2 separate regions of the Capsicum annuum genome follow, and region 1 is linked to region 2. The links are chromatin contacts, called in public Hi-C maps. All regions are on one chromosome and are shown on one strand. Each heading gives the region's core, a stretch centred on a gene start, on an enhancer-like site or on the middle of the called end of the contact. The rest is flanking DNA. Distances are from core to core; before and after follow the strand shown. Region 1 has its middle 39 kb from the start of LOC124899246. Region 2 holds the start of LOC107873435 (L-ascorbate peroxidase 1, cytosolic-like).

Region 1 (4,445 bases), core at 163-2,662, 68 kb before region 2:
TGTTTTTTTACCCTTTTCAAACTCCAACACTTTAGTAATAATCATGCTAACTCTGAATACTCATTTAATTCATTCATTTATTTCTAGTATAAAAAAAAAAAAAAGACTCTTAGAATTACTAAACATTTTTGGAGGTAAAATTTTTTATCCTAACAATCTTAAAAATCTTAAAATTGGCAACAAATTTTTGGAGATAAAAAAACTTAAAAGTTTAGAAGGAGCCACATTTAAAATTTTAATTTCCCTCTAAATTTATTCTATAAAAAAGTTTACTTCAATACGATTCTTAGTTAATTTAACATGACTATAATACAATTTGATCTAAATATTCCATTTGAATATAATAAAAATGAGTTTTTTCACCTCAATATTGAAGTAGATCATAATGTCGATGAATATTCAATTTCCGACCTGAATTTGAATCTCAATGAAAATAATGATGAAGTGAAGTTGCAAGAACCGACGAAAAATTTAAATCTAAATTATGATAAATAATTGCTCCTTATGACTTATTTTCTTCTTTTCTTGCCTTGATTTTCCTTTTTTAGCTGGGTAGGTGAGATGTATAGCAATGAAATGAAGGTTACAATACCCTAATTGTGATTGTGACAAGTTTTTGTTTGGGTCATTATTATCTGTTTTTCTATTTATGAAAAACAAGTCAGCTGGCGTGCATGGTATATACTTGAATCTACTAGACTACTACTAGTATTTAGCATAGAGAAACATCAATAAAACTAAACCAAACCTTGGAAAGTTAAATCACATTAATGTACTAAGAAATTTACAAGAAAATCAAGTCCTTGGAACTCAACCTTAGAAAGTCAATTAAAGAAGGGTACTATTAAAAAAAAAATTTTAAATATCTATCTTGAATAGTGAACAATTCAATTATTTTGAACACTAAAAAATATTTCAACAATTCAATTTTTGTGGAATGGAGGGAGTATTACAATTGAATCTGTTATGAAATCAATGGCATGCTATCAATTTGATTCGTTGATTAGGGCATTAGAAGTTAAATTTATCATTAAATAAGCTTAATAAGAGTCAGTTATGAAGCAAAGCAAATCAAATAAATTGATAGAATTTGGTTACTCACTGTTTTAGGCTTTTAGCTAGGGGATGCTGAGATGCGAAATATCTCATATCCGACGACAATTTAGCATAAGCTGTTTGATAACAAAGACATAGTAAAAAATATGAAAATAATGAAAAGCTTGAAGTACAAGAAGTCAGGGTATTGCTTTAGTATTGTCCAAAAAATTTCCCATTTACAAGTGAAGTAAAACTACCGTTTATATGCGAAAAGTTAAAGGTAATAACATCAGCAATAGGAAAACTGTATGCTACTTGTAAAGAACTATGTCCAATAGAAACGTTTTAATTGAAAATACTATTACGTGTGCCAGCTAATGTTCCTCTATAGTTTGTATCGTCTTATTAAATATACTAGTTACTGACAGGCTGTGCAAGGCACGAGCACAATAAATATTTTTTAAGAAATTATTTTAATTATTTAATTTATAGTATTTTTAGAAAAATATATAATAATTTATTTTTTTAGATATTTCAAATTATTAGTTATTGTAATTTATAATACTTCTTATGTAATTTTTAAATAATATATATCTTTCTTATTGTTCAAACTTTTATGGCACTGATAGTCAATTACATTTTTTAAATAATTTAAGTTTTTAAATTATTGTGATGTATAATATTTTTCCTTCTATTCCAATTTAAGTGTCATAATGCTTAGATAAGCATAATAATTAATTATGAGTGATATAGTAAAGTTACGTGTCTTAATGACTCACGGCAACTAATTAGAAGTGATATAACAAAATTACAATAAAACATACTTGTGAATTTTTTTTGATTAACTTAACATTTTATATCTATTTTACCTTTCTTTATCAAATATTATTAATTGACACAATGCTTAAATGATCATAATAATTAATTAGGAGTGACATAGTAAAATCACGGTTGAAACAGCGAAGCAGACATGTCTAATTAGAAGTGATATAACAAAATTACTATACGCAAATACTTGCAAAAAAAATTAAATGGGTTTCATATAAAACGTCAAGTAAACTTAATATTAATTATTATAAATGTTTTAATACTTAAATGACTTTGTAATAATTTTTTAACAATTAATTAGAGATGACATAATAAAATTATGGAGCAGTCAGGAGAAGTAGGCATGTTGAAGTAGACTTTTAAAAACTTATTTTAATTATTGTGATTTTTAATATTTTTAAAAATATATAATATATTATTTTTTTTTAGATATTTTAAGTTATTAACCATTGTAATGTATAATATGTTTTATGTATTCAAATAATATATATCGCTCTCGTTGTTCAAACTTTTGTGCCATTGATAGTCAATTATATATTTTTTAAATAATTTAAATTTTAAATTATTGTGATGCCTAATATTTTTTTCTTCAATTTCAATTTAAGTGTCATCATGCTTAGATGACCATAATAATTAATTATGGGTGATATAGTAAAATTATGATTGAAACAGTGAAACAGACATGTATTAATGACTCACAACAACTAATTAGAAGTAATGTAACAAAATTACTATAAAAAATACTTGTGAAATTTTTTTGAAGTGGACCTTGTATAAGACGTCAAGTTAATTTAAAATATCAAGTTAATTTATCATTTTATATCTATTTTACCTTTTTATCAAATATTATTAATTGACAAAATACGTAAATGGTCATAATAATTAATTAAGAGTAACATAGTAAAATCACGATTGAAATAGTGAAGCAGACATATCTAAATAGAAGTGATATAACAAAATTACTATACAAAAATACTTGCGCGAAAAAAATTAAATGGGCCTCATAGAAAACGTCAGGTAAATTTAATATTAAATGTTATTAATTTTTTAATACTTAGATGACTTTATAATAATTTTTTAATGTTAATTTTTTAGTATTTAGATGAATTATAATAATTGACTATGGGTGATATAGTCAAATTATGGGTGAAGCAGCTGAAGCAGATATATCGTTAATATCTATTTTACCTTTTTATTATATATTATTAATTTTCTAATACATAAATAACTTATAATAATTAATTAGAGATGACATAATAAAATCATAGAGGAAACAGTTTATAAAATAAGTAGGAGAAGCAGACATATTGACGGAGATAATTGAAGCAGTTGAAGCAGAAATGTCACAAATGCCTATTTTACCTTTTTTTATTAAATATTATTAATTTTTATTATGTGAGTAACATATAATAATTAATTAGGGGTGATATAATAAAATCAAGTACTAATTAAAAGTGATATAGCAAAATTACTATAAAAAATATTTGTAATTTTTTTTTAAGTGGACCTCATATAAGTCGTCAAGTTCTTTTAAAATATCAATAGTTAATTTATCATTTCATATTATTTTTACCTTTTCTATCAAATATTATTATTTTTTAATACTCAGATGACACATAATAATTAATTAAGAGCGATATTTATTGAAGCTACGATTGAAGCAACTAAAGCAAACACGTCATAAATGTTTATTTTAATTTTTTATTAAATATTATTAATTTTTTAATACATAAATGACCTATAATAATAAATTAGAGGTGATATAATAAAATTACGAAGTAAGCAGCTGAAGAAGAACTAGGCAGGAGAAGCAGGTATGTTGACGGAGAGTTGCCTGCTTCTCCTGCCCTTTCCCTCTTACTAAAGAGTAATATATGACATATGTGTACTTCTATCCTTTTATTCTATCTTCAGAATATGGATCCTTTACTGACTTTGGGCCATGGGGTTTTGCCTTATCTCCGATAATAACAGCCTAGTAGGCATGCTAATAAGTCTGGATCAAGTTAATTCGCTAATTGATAAGCCGATATTTTACTTATTTTTTATTTTATTTTTAAGAACACCAGTCGATATTGTACCTACTTATCTCAATTTAAAATTTAAATTTTTGTTGAATTTGAATGTAAAAATGATGTACCTGTTATTCCGGATATAAAAATCTGTGTGTTTCAATTCAAACTTCAATACTAAGTTCAAGAACAACTTTCAAGAATTACAATGAAGTTACAACATCTTCAAATACAAATCCAAATGAATAATCAAATGAACTATCAAAATGAAGTGTTTATCAACTTTAAGAAAGGAGATGAAACAGAAAATTATAGAATCAAATCCACCGAATATACGATGTCCTTAAGGAATTTATTTCCCTCAAGTACCCAGGGTTATGGAATCATCCCTCACAGGATAAAGTGATTCTTGATCTGAAAATAGCGGTACCTCAAATTTTCTGAATCTTCGAACACACTCAACGATTTGATGATCACAGGAGAGTTTTTAGAAGAAGAAGGTTGTTTTTCTACTCAAAATTATCTTTACTTGAGGAAAAATTCAGATATTTATGGCCATCAAAGTGT
Region 2 (4,400 bases), core at 1,526-4,025:
AATTACAAATTTATCGTTAATTTTACATGCCTTGTATCTGATTTTAGAAATTCAAAGTCCCTAATGTCATAACAATGACGATATTAGATTCAAACTATTTGAGAATTAAAATTTTGAGAAAGAAGAAAAAACGAGAGATGAAGAAATTTAGCCAAATTAAAATATGAAATCGATATGAATTTGATGGATGATTTTGATTTTTTGGTTATGGTTTAGATATTTTAGTAATTCTTTCTAAAATGGTTGAAACGTGATCCACTCACCCAAATTAATGCGATTCTATCACTTCCTTATTTAACTAACTAATTAGTTGAAAATGTATCAAATCAAATATGTATAAAACACGTATTATGTGATATTATGTAATTAAGAAAAGACGTGGTAAAAAATGTACTTGGCTCCTAAACTTATGAGATTTTTGTAAGTTACCCAAAACAAATGGTCTTATAGAGAAGTAGAATTTTAAAAAAAGTAATTTTTGTAAAGCAATTTTGAGAAAATACAATTAGAAATACATTTTAAAAATTTGATTAAATATTAATTTGTACTAGAAATTATTAGTCTAATAAAAATATACTATATTTTTAAATAATTACTTTTCAAAACAAATTGATATATTAAAAGATTGATCCACAAGACTATTTTTTTGTGCACTTTTACTTATCTTGTTTGTATTTTGTACGCGGTCTTAAAAAATAATTATTAATATGAGTATTTTATCATAATATATATTAACTTATGTTTAGTATTTTGAAAATAATTGAGGAAAAAGGAGTTAATTCTAAGGATAAAATATAGAAAAAAATAATCTTATTTTCTTGATATTAAAAGTGATAAGTAAAAGTTAAAAATCTAATTTTACACCCTCCATACTCTTTACTTATACTAAAAATAGATGTACAACAATACTTATCCAATTTGAAAAATTAAAGAATAGTTTAATATTGTGTCAATTTTATCTTAACTATTAAATATTACTTCCTCTGTTTCAAAAGGAATGAACTTACTTTTTTTTTAATCTATTTAAAAAAGAATGACCTTTCCTATTTGGGCTACACTATAATTTCAACTTTCCACCCAGCATGTTTAATATTACAAGATTAAAAGAATTTTGATACATTTGACATAACTTTAATTTAAACGCAAGATTCAAAAGTCTTTTTTATTTTTTTAAACTCTGTGATAAAACAAAATAGATTATTTTTTTAAACAAAGGAAGTATTCATTACTCAAAGGATTTCTCAAAACAAAGAATTTATTCTATTCAAATAGTGATATAGTAAATTACACCTATTATTAATTATTTTAAGGTGTGTGTAAAGTCGATAATGGTCAAGTAAAATGACGAAAAAAGTAATATTAATACTATACTCTCTTCATTTCTAAATAAGTGCTTGTTTTGGGTTGGATACTCCCTTTAATAAACTAGTTTAACCTCATGTTCCTCGGACGTGTAACGTTGATTATTTAAACATATATGATTTTATCTATTGCGTAGATTTTTAGTGAAGTATAAAAGTTTAAATCACTATTCAAAGATTCTTCATACTTTAATATAATAATATAAATATAAACATATATTTTGGTGTAAGCACATATATATTTTACATGATCACTTTTGCGTTTGTTATGTGACACCTCTTTCCCTCACCACCGGTGGCTAAGGGAGACGCATCAATTTGAACCGTATATGTGGAAAAGTTTTTTTTCTAAATCTTTTCTTGTTTTTAAAGTCAAATCCTTATAAAATCATTAATTATATTCTTAGTACGTACTTTAAACTTTTAAAAATTTGGTACTTCTTAAATTTTTGTTATTCTAACGCTTTTATATTTATTTCTAGATTTTTCAAATCTTCTTAAAATCAAATTTAATAGATTTAGAATTCTTAAACTAATAGAAATAATATTAGTTGTCATTAATTCTGATGACTTCTAATAAGAAAAGGTTTTACCATAAATATATTTAATTAATTTTTAATATTTAAATATTAAAAATATAATGAAAAGATGATTTTGTCTAAAATAAAGACTTTTAATGAGGGGCAAAAAAATTCAAACATTTCTCAGGTCATTCATACTTTTAATATATTATAGATTATATACATAGATCACTAATTCTTAAAAAATAAAAATTATTTTACCAACTTATCTTTAATTAAATTTACTTTTTTAAATTGATATTTATTATTATATTTTATCTGAATAAAATTAAATTTGAAAGAACATGATCAACTTATTTTGAAAAGAGAAAGTATTATTTTAGAAATAAAATTAAAAGATAAAAGGAACACTTATATTTATAAAAGCAGGAGTAAAAGGAAAAAGTGAACGAAATGAGTATCTAATTCTTTCTTGGAAACATAACAGTGAAATTCGTTCAGGACAAAGGGCTTTTTAGTCATTAAACCAAACAATCAAAAGTCCGCCCTTGGTGATGGAGTCCACGATTCAGAAAAATCCAAAGATCCTTCAGTATTCAATCCACTCTCACCTACCATACGACGAATCCACAGATCGGAAAAAAAAAAAGAAAAATCACATTGGATTACATTTCACTAATGAAACCAATCTCAGCCGTCAATAATTCATATTTCAATCCTACCCACACGATCATCCTAATCTAACGGCCGACATTCACCTACTAGAACCTTCTCTTTCTTCAACTCCACTTATATGTTGCCAATTTGGCTTTGTGCATTGCCCATTCCATTCCAGTGCTTGTGCTCTGCTCGTGCGTCTTACGGTTTAACGTTTTGCTTAACTCCTCGATATCTTCTTCTTCAGGTTTTTTTCTCTTCCATCTTCCAATATCTAATGCCATTCGTATTTCTTTTGATATGTATTTCATCCACTTTTTTGTAATTGATTAAAGTTTTCAAGTTCTTGATGCTGTGAAAAGAGTGTACAGGTGTCTTTCACTGCGTTTTTTAGTGTTTATATACAGCACCACCACTTTGGAGTGCTGAGTGTACACAGAGCTTATCACTTCCTTTCTTGGAGCCGGGATTTGAAGCTTGTGTTTGATATACTAGTTCTTATGTGTTTGATATACTAGTTTTTTAAAGTTGCTGGGTTCTAAATAATAATTTGAACATATTCAATAAATTTCTTAGAGAAATATATGATCTAGACCAATACTACTGGGTTCAGTCTAACCTGTAACATATACTTTGACTCCGCCCCTGTCTCTTGGAGTTAGAGAGACTATTTCCAAAAGACCCCCGGCTAAGTGATTCTAGTGTAAATATGAGAGTATTAATTCTCTGAAACACCTGTTTTGTTGGATTATCTGCTCGTATAATAGGAGGATCCGTGATCTTAAAGACTAAAAGTTACATGTAGCACTAATGATAATTATTTTTAGAAAATATGGGTATATGTCGTTTTCCGGTGAAGGTATAGATGTTTTAACTATGATTTTAGCCCGACTAGAGAGGTTCTAGTACTTCTTTTTGACCTTGTTAATATAGTTAGTTGGAGATGGATTGTTTATTGCTTTGCTGAGAGAAGTTGAAAGATAGACTATCCATCACTTTTTGAAATAAAGTGGCAGTAATACTCACATATGGCTTTAAGTGATGAATATCCATAGGATATCACTTCTTCAAGCCACTTCTTTTCAAGAAGTGATGGATCTACTATCTTTTAGCTTCTCTCTGCAAAGCAATACACAATCCGTCTACATCTAATTTTAGTAACAAGGTGCAACTGTTGAGAGTATGTGATCCATTATTTCTTGATTGTGGAATTTGGGATCTTATTGTGCTTAAGTGTTTGTGTAGAGCAATTACTATGGGCAAGTGCTATCCCACTGTGAGCGAGGAGTACCTCAAGGCTGTTGACAAATGTAAAAGGAAACTCAGAGGACTCATTGCTGAGAAGAATTGTGCTCCTCTTATGCTCCGTCTTGCGTATGTTCTCTTCTTTTGTCCTTTTCATTTTTGCAGTTTCTAGAACAGACCAACAAAATGCTATCAAATTTCTTAATTTACGATATAGAAGTAATTTCTCCTCCTTTTGGAACAGTTTTTAATATGTTAATTCAGCATTTTTTATTTTACTGATAGTGGAGCTATATTATAGATAATGGTTGAAATACTAGTTTGACAACAGAGAATACAATACGTTAGATCAAATGGCATAATGAATTTATTTAATTAATAAAGTTTCCTCTCTTATTTTGTTTTGTTTGTCCTCCACTCCATATATTACACTCAAAGGGGGCGTAGGGTTGTAATATTTGAGAGTTATGTATAAAAGGATGGTATCGACGTATTTATGAGTAATTGAAATAGGATTTGTCATGCGAATTGAGATGGTAGCAGTAACTTTTTTTGAGAAAAGAAACAAAGGAAAGTTGTTCCATGACCTTCAAGATAATTTTTCTGTTGTCTCAGA

The links. Hi-C and Micro-C count contacts between places; a contact is called where the count stands out from the background.
Region 1: a Hi-C map of placenta shows a contact between it and region 2, with 4 times the contacts expected there. The contact joins the enhancer-like site here to the promoter of LOC107873435 in region 2. A contact is called at or near these places in 2 of 5 Hi-C or Micro-C datasets (leaf and placenta).

The regions. Positions count from the first base shown.
Region 1 is chr6:41,367,293-41,371,737 of UCD10Xv1.1, reverse strand. No RefSeq gene overlaps it. Among protein-coding and RNA genes, the nearest start is that of LOC124899246, 39 kb to the left of the region's middle. Within about 2 kb of position 1,412, at least 2 of the 5 cell types and tissues checked have an H3K27ac peak or open chromatin away from gene starts, as enhancers often do.
Region 2 is chr6:41,300,779-41,305,178 of UCD10Xv1.1, reverse strand. LOC107873435 (L-ascorbate peroxidase 1, cytosolic-like) reads left to right here and starts at 2,775. Exons shown (of 10, transcript NM_001325038.1): 1 at 2,775-2,786; 2 at 3,785-3,913; 3 at 4,400. The coding sequence starts at 3,795.